2 separate regions of the Drosophila melanogaster genome follow, and region 1 is linked to region 2. A link is a contact called in public Hi-C data. All regions are on one chromosome and are shown on one strand. The core of a region is the stretch at or near the end of the contact, and the rest is flanking DNA. Distances in the headings are between cores, read along the strand shown.

Region 1 (4,239 bases), core at 12-2,511, 130 kb before region 2:
TATGCACGCGCATGTATTCAATATTGCATCGCGGGAACTTAAAAATAGCATCTTTAACGAGGTCATTAGACGGGGGAAGGCAGCCTGCACATAAATATTCCATCCAAATTGAGCATAGAAATGGCCAAAGGTGGAACAAGTGTGATGCAAAGAGAAGATTCTGCTGGAGATGATCTATTCTCGGCCTGAAAGGGCAGTTCCTTCTCGCTCCATGAGTCACTGACAGATTCATTTCTATGTACCAGAAGTTCTTGAGTTATTTCAAATCGACACAAGGTTAAAGTTAGATGGCTTTCAAGATTGTTCTATTTAAGTTTAGCATGTAATTGCCTTACATATATGTGAACTTAATTAATGGAGTAAAGAAGATGCACTTTGTACTACACAGTGACTCACTAGATCGGATCATTCTCTTACAATCCTTCTTATTCAAGGGTTTAAATCAATAGTTTATTGTTTGATACTTACGTTCTCCTGAGATGTGCATGCTCGAAAAGATTTTGACTTCTCCCCCAGCATCGCGAATGGATTCGACCAGATTGACATATTCCTTTCTCAGACTAACGTCTTGGCATCTGTAAAATGAACAAATGTTGATGTTTAAATCATTGTCGTATCATTTATAGAACAGAAACCCCTAACATCATATCCAACTCGATTCCACTCATTAATATACCCATTTTTCACCCATTTACGGATGTAGGTGCCCGTATCTATTGCACTTTCGCATTCCACGGCCCGTTTAAATGGCGCATAGCAAAGTGCTGGATCATGGCACGTGATGGGCATAATCCGCATTGAATAAGGTGTCAAGTTTAACTGGAAATAGTGGGTTCACCTCGTCACTCAACCCCACCAAAGGGGGTCATCACACACATTATACTTGGACCCCATAATTTGCACTTAAGATTCTCAGAGAGCATGAAGTCACTAGACGAGCAATGAAAGTGCGACTGCCATAAAAAGTAAGTGCAGTTCAAAAACCCCATCAGAATGAGCATTTATTTGTGCAGGTAAAAAAAGTTAGAATAAGAATCAGCAGAAATTCGAATGAAAACCATACAAAAAATGAAATTTCAATTATCATTTTTATTGACGACAACAAACCGCTTTCAGTTTGCTTGGAGAGATTGCGAGCGAACGGATCGAAATATGTGGAGTGTGGACTTTATTCCGAATGCGATCCACAACACGTGTGGCTGAGAAGAGAGCGGCTGTCTTCGCATCGAAGAATTAGTTGCAAAGCGGCTTTTTTGCGGGCAACATCGAGCGATTCGAGGGACGGAAAATCGAAATCCGAAACGAACCGGAGAAGATTGCCACGCGAAAAGAAAAATTGGTGCTAAGACCCCGCTAAAAAAAAGATCCAAACAGCGCCATCGAAACCGCAAAAGAAAAGTGCACAAAACACAACGCATAAAAAGATAATACAAAGGTGTGTTTTCTCCTCCGCAGAGTGAAAGTTGCAAAAAGGTTTTATATCTACATATAACAAAAATGCTGCCTCAGTGCAGATGAAATCTCAAATAGACTCTCAAAAAGTCCCGCTGACAGTTTAGTTCAACGTTTTATCCCCGCTGACTCAGCAGAAGGCAATGCAGATACAAACGTATCTGCTACCTGTGTTCAGATACTTTTTCGCTCATCCGTTAACCGCAATCTGCGATGAACTGCGAGCCATTGTGTTGTAGATGCTGCTGCTGATGTACCTGCAATTTTAGCCGCTACTCATGTTGCTGATGTAGCTGCAATAGCTGTTGCTGCTGCTGCTGCTGCGTGACAACGATTGCACAATGGAATCAATTGTTATAATGGAATTAGCGTGCACGAGGTTGGGCACAGCCGTGAATTGTCAGCCAGAAAAAGAGAGAGAGAGCTCGTTTTTAAGGAGAAATGGGAAAGAAAGATGGTGGCGGGGAAAGTGGGAACATGGGCAGCCCCAGATATCAGTACAAATGTGTAATTAAATGTGCGAGCAAAGACAGCACTATTTGAACTTGACAACTCAACGTATAATCTACAAACATTGTACTGCACTAAATATATTGAAAAAGTGCAAGACTAATGAATCCGGCAAGGTTAGCCCTCATTGCCCAATTTTGTGAGATCATTTGAGACCAACCTTAAAGGCAACGCCTTGATTTCAAAGCCTTTATGACTACGATCATTCCAAAAACAGCCAATTCATTGCTTACCCCATCAGTTGACCAAACAAAACCCAACCCGAGCACCCTTTAAAGCAAAGATCCAATAAAAGTGATTCATGGATACCCGTTTAGGGTATCAATATCGCTCAGTCAGACAAGCCCTTTCACTTAAGTTTTAATGGAAAAAGCCTTAAACTCTTCCTCTCTCTCTTTCATTCGCTTTTTTTTCGAATATTTCACAATGCAAATATATGTACGAAATATATAAACAATTGCATTTCGAGACAATATTTACAAGCGTGGCCAGCTGCGACAAAAAAACACCAGAAATAATCGCTTAAAGGGGGCACGTTTTTGATGCACAAGACATGTTGCAAAGCAAAACAAAGAGGGACTAGAAAAACTGGTTGGACACATGAATAATATACGTACGAAAAAAATAGAAAATCTACAAGATGGCAGGGAGTATCGGTGGGGGGGGGAGGGGGCGTATAAGAAAATGCTAAGTGCATTCGAGTAGCAAAAGAACTTGATAAGTTAGCTGGAAGTGGATCATGTTGCACGCCATGTGGAATCCATTCCCAGAAAATCCAAAGGGGGAGCTGTGTGGAAGCGAGAGTGTCCGCTTCAAAAAGTTGCCAGCCAAGTGATCCATAAACGGAGTGATTAAATAAATTAAAATTCTTTATTTTCTTGTTTATTGCTATTCTCCCGCTGCCGTTCCTGCTCCCTCAATCGCAATCTTCTTTCGCCCACAGCGGGTTCTAATAATTAGCACAAGAATTGGCTCACTGAGGGAATCATTTCCACACGGTTATATAAAGCTTATACTGTACCCAGCTTATTTACATCACAGTTTAGTTCAGTCCCCGTCATTTGCTAATCGAAACTCGTCTGGCAAAAACAGCTCTATAAAATAAGACCCGAAACAGAGCACGCAAATTCAGCTTGGAATTCGTCCATGAGCATTTACGTTTATATTTACGGATACGGATTAAATGGGTGAGGGACGAAACAAAGTCTCAGAAAGCTAAACACCATTTTTAACAATATTGTTAACTATAAAGTTATCTTGGCTTATCACAAACATTCATAGAAATGCTCTACATATTTTCCACAATCATTTGCTGATAATACTTTTGTTGTAGCCGGCAAAATTCCAGCTTATAGTAGTCACAAAATTTGAACTGCATGATTTCATTTTATGTGACTTAAATAAATATTCACATATTATGATAAAATGATTTCAAAATAAATACATTTACGTGACTTTAATTCGAAATATGTGTAGTACATTTTGAGGAACTTGATCACATTCCAGTCAAATATATGTCGATTTTTATATATTTATCGATTTGATGATCATAAAACGAAAGCAAAGAAACTCGAATCGTTGAATTATCTGTCCGAACCTCAACTCCACTTGACTGTACTACTTAACGCACATATCTTTCCACTCCAGTTCCTATTTAAGTGCAGGCCACTTAACACCGTCGAATTAAATCGAGTCAAATCAGGCGGATCCAAGATGCTCACCAGACAACCCGACTACACCATCTCCGAGCTGGGCCATCCCATCCATCAGTGGTCGGATTCGACCGCGTGCGAGTCCCTCAAGAAGCTGGACTACACAAAGATGCCCAGTTCTCCGCCATCACCACATCGCCTGCTGCCACTGAGGGAAACGTTGGACGATTGTTTCAAGCGCTTGACGATGAGGAGCAGAGAAGATTTCGAAGAGGATCCCGTATACCAGCAGAAATTGAGAAAGAATCAGTGCAATGAACAGCAGCGAAGGCGGTAAGGCAAATGGAAAACTTAAACAAAGCATTTCATAACAACATTTCCCCATCTTGTTTCTATTTGCACAATGGCCAAACTATCAGCAGCAATCAAAAATGTCGAGATAAAGCCCAGTCCGGAGCAACAACGACGACGACGACGACGACAACGATAGCGGCGAGCTGCGATTTAAACAATTTCTGAGATTAAAAAGAAGGAGGAAGAATACTTATGGGGGAAGCAACCTAAGCGGACTGACTAAAAGTGCTAAAATAAAACACCTTTTGCCTAGATCATTAAGTACATTAAA
Region 2 (4,137 bases), core at 830-3,329:
AGGCAAATCAGAAGGATCAAGGGAATGCCCATGATTAGAATCAAGATAATAACGAAGAATATGATACTAACTCACATAGTATCAAGTTAATGTATAGTTTGGAAAGTTTTCCTTACTACACATATATACAATATTTTCATTACCAAAAGAGGTAAACAAAATTTTAAATTCCATTTTCAACGGCAATTAAATTCGGGGTCGATTAAACGGTTTACCCCCTGTCAGAGGCCACTCAAAAATTTGGTTATTGTTTCTGATCTTTTTTCAAGCCGATTATAAATAATTAAAAGTATAAAAAAAAAAAAAAAACGGTCGCCCGAGGGAAGGGGTTGCAAGTAGTCACTACGGGCAAAGAGTACTCGACCCTAATGGGGGTTTGATATCGACCATAAACAAAACGCCCATTAGTTGTCATGTTGGATGGAAAGTGTGCCGCTGACGCGTGCGACCTTCAAGGATATTCGCACACTCGCCAAGCTGCAGGAGAAATGAGAAATGAGGAATGACTTTGTTTCAAAGGATATTTGCATACATAATTCGAGTGCGGCTGCGCCGAACCCTTGCCCAAATGAAAACATTTAAAATGTTTTGATTTCATTTATGTTAATTTCCAGCCATAAATCACAACCGACCGTGTGCTTCCTGTCGCATCCTGCAACAATATTTGTCCTTGCTGTTTGATTAGCCCTTAGCCCGAACCCTCACTCGCATGCAAATGAGAACTCTGTGGAGTCGCTGGCTTTGCTGCTCATTTGGTGTTATCCTTGGGTGCCGAGGGGAGGAATCGGAGATCGCAAAGGTATTATGCAAATTAACTGATGCTGATCCCATTGTTGCCGGTGTAATTCAATATTCGCGTGAATAAGTGCGCGAATATAGGATATCTAATCTGAGGTTTCGCAAATTCACATTTGCAATTCCAGAGACTAATTTCGAATGCAAATGCTATACGGTGGCAATTTGTTAATGCAGATTTTCGCAAACTAATGAAACTCAAATAGAGGTCTCAATTTATGGTTAGATGCCATATATGGTTATATTCAAAATATAATTATCCTATGTAGTATTACATTTATTTATTTAAAATCAGTTTAAAATTTGCAAAATTTGTAAAATACATTATTGTAGCTTTGTGGATAATGGTTCTTCTGCCAATTGTTATCCATTTGATAAGCCCGCTGATTGGAAAAGGTCAGGTCACTTATGCAGCCATCTACCAGCATTTGACTGACGGACTTTTGCAGTTGACATAAACCGACGAACTCAAGTGTGACTTTTTTGACTCTTCACACATCATAGACGGATCAGCGGAGAAATCAAGACCGCAGCTGCAGCTTCGGGGAAAAACGATTAACTATTTACTTTATAGTACACGCCACATGAAACGCCTGCGTCAAAGGCCACAAAGGCGTGTTGCCACAATAAAGCGCCTGGCGAAATCTCATCCGAACCTATTTAGCAGTGGCCACTTGAAAGGACAATGGCATCGCATCAAATGAGGCGCGCTTAATGTGGCTTCAATGAGTCCTGGACTCGAACTCGGAGATCCGAGGAAGCGACCTGAAAAATGCGAGTGACATGCGTGTCCCGCAAATTGTGCGGCCTGTTAATGGTTCGACCTCGAGTTGTGGGGTGGGTCAGCGTGACAGATTCCCAAAAACAATGTCGTTGAAATATTGTATTGTAAACCGGGTCGAGTTATTGTAAAACTCTGGTATTATATACGATTTATAATTTTGTGTTCTCTTAAAAAAATGAAAGATAACAATAAAAAGGTGATCTACAGAAATCGCTTAAACTAAAAATTACTTGCAGTCTAAAACAAGTACGAAATTATGTTTTATGCGTAAAACATAATAGAATGCCCATATATATATACATTTCTTCATTTTTCTTTTTTGTACTTTTCTTTTATACTTTAAAATTAAAAGTTGCTACAATAGTAACACTAGTTATGATCTCCTGCGCCACCTAGTTAAAAAAAAAACGACACTAGCGACACCTGGTGGATGAGTTTGTACTGTGTGCGGTATTTAGGCTAGTGCTAAAATTTAGAAAATACTTATGGTAGTATATTTTATTGGTACGAACGCGGTCACACTGGGGATGTGCAACAAGTAGAAATTGCCGCATAGTTTTTTATAGCGAATCGCGAACACATAACTAACGGTGCATGATCAAAGTTCGTTAAAAATTAAAACAAATAGTTATCGTAAGCAAAAAGTGACTATCTTATAAGATCGAACTGAGAGCAATGTCGGCAACGAGGTTTTTGAGTGCCGTTGGCCAAATTTCGCGACAGCAATTGCTGCAGAATAAGTGCACCAGAGGTGGGTTAATTAGAAGTTCTGCTATGAAAAGGGAAAGTGCAAATTGCAGGCCATAATTCTTCTACATTGGAATTTGGCCCCTTGGAAATGGGCAGTACTCTAGCGGTATCTCTGTCTCTCTCCCGTTCCCGTGTTAGCTGAATCTCCCCCGATGCCGCATAACTGGACTTTGAACTTTGTACTCTCCCTTGACGTATAGCTTCTGTCTCTCGCTTTCTGATTTCCGATTTCGAGTGCCGTGAGATAATGTGCACTAATCGCAAACAACAATCTCTTAACCCCACGCAGCCCTGCCCATTTCGGCCCAGCTTCTCCAGAGGCGCCGCCTAATGTCCACGAATCCCGCACCGGTTGCCAACAAGCATCTCCACACCAAGGTGGTCAATGGAGTGCTTGTGATCAAGATCGACTCACCCAATGCCAAGGTGAATTCCCTGGGCTCCGAAGTGAGCGATGAGTTCGAGCGAGTGATTAAGGACCTGGAGACGAATCCTGCCGTCAATTCCGCCGTGCTGATCTCGGGCAAACCGGGCTGCTTTGTGGCCGGAGCCGACATCGGGATGCTGGAAGCATGCCAGACGGCGGAGGAGGCCACGCTGATCTCCCACGGCGCCCAGGTGATGTTCGATCGCATGGAGCGCAGCAAGAAGCCCATTGTGGCCGCCATCAGCGGAGTCTGTCTGGGTGGTGGTCTGGAACTCGCCCTTGCCTGCCATTACCGCATTGCCACCAAGGACAGCAAGACCAAACTGGGTCTGCCCGAGGTCATGCTGGGTCTCCTGCCCGGCGGCGGTGGCACCGTCCGCCTGCCCAAGCTTACATCCGTGCCCACGGCTCTGGATATGGAGCTGACAGGCAAACAGGTGCGCGCCGATCGCGCCAAACGACTGGGCATCGTGGATCTGTTGGTGGATCCCCTAGGTCCTGGACTCCAGCCTGCTGAGCAAAACACTATCGAGTACCTGGAGAAGACCGCCGTGCAGGTCGCCAACGATCTGGCTAGTGGTAAACTTCGCGTAAGAAATACTAGTTAATCCCTTAAAGTCTTCATCATTAATTTGTTTTCCACCGTATCCACACAGGTAAATCGCGAGAAAAGCGGTCTCGTCAGCAAGATCCAGTCCTTCGTCATGGACACCGACTTTGTGAAGAACAAGATTTTCGACACTGCCAGGAAACAGGTGCTCAAGGCCTCGAACGGTCTCTATCCCGCTCCTCTGAAGGTTCGATATTGAACAAGCAATTCTCATATTTGTAAGTAACCTATAACTTCAAACAGATTCTCGATGTGATCCGTGCTGGCGTGGATAAGGGAACCGATGCCGGTTACGAGGCGGAGCGCAAGGGCTTCGGCGAGCTATCGGCCACGCCCGAGTCGAAGGGTTTGATTGCCCTGTTCCGTGGACAAACGGAGTGCAAGAAGAACCGATTTGGCAAGCCAGAGCGTCCGGTTAAGACTGTGGGTGTGCTGGGAGCTGGTCTGATGGGCGCCGGTATTGTACAGGTCTCCGTCGATAAGGGATATCAGGTGGTGATGAAGGATGCCACCGAAGCCGGCCTGGCTCGTGGTATTGGACAAGTGCAGAAGGGTTTGGAGACGGCTGTGAAGCGCAAGCGAATCTCTGCACTGGAGCGCGATCAGACTCTTGCCAGTCTGCGGCCCACTCTTGATTACAGCGACTTCAAGAACGCAGACATCATCATCGAAGCTGTTTTCGAGGACATCAAGGTTAAGCATCGAGTGATCAAGGAGCTGGAAGCAGTGGTTCCAGAGCACTGCGTCATTGCCACCAACACCAGCGCCATT

Evidence for each region. A called contact is a pair of places that touch in the nucleus more often than the background predicts.
Region 1: a Hi-C map of the Kc167 cell line shows a contact between it and region 2, with 3 times the contacts expected there. A contact is called at or near these places in 16 of 107 Hi-C or Micro-C datasets (the D17-c3 cell line, the Kc167 cell line, the OSC cell line and 8 more) and 1 of 7 datasets of targeted methods (the Kc167 cell line).

What each region holds. Positions count from the first base shown.
Region 1 is chr2L:9,702,976-9,707,214 of dm6, reverse strand. CG31710 reads left to right here and starts at 1,261. Exons shown (of 3, transcript NM_001273365.1): 1 at 1,261-1,435; 2 at 3,610-3,947; 3 at 4,034-4,239. The coding sequence starts at 3,676. The coding sequence ends at 4,133. pelo (pelota) reads right to left here. Exons shown (of 5, transcript NM_057634.5): 4 at 469-575.
Region 2 is chr2L:9,574,711-9,578,847 of dm6, reverse strand. Mtpalpha (Mitochondrial trifunctional protein alpha subunit) reads left to right here and starts at 2,079. Exons shown (of 5, transcript NM_164860.2): 1 at 2,079-2,330; 2 at 2,468-3,346; 3 at 3,413-3,553; 4 at 3,610-4,137. The coding sequence starts at 2,660. It overlaps CG31709, which reads left to right. Exons shown (of 3, transcript NM_001298853.1): 3 at 1-728. The coding sequence ends at 34.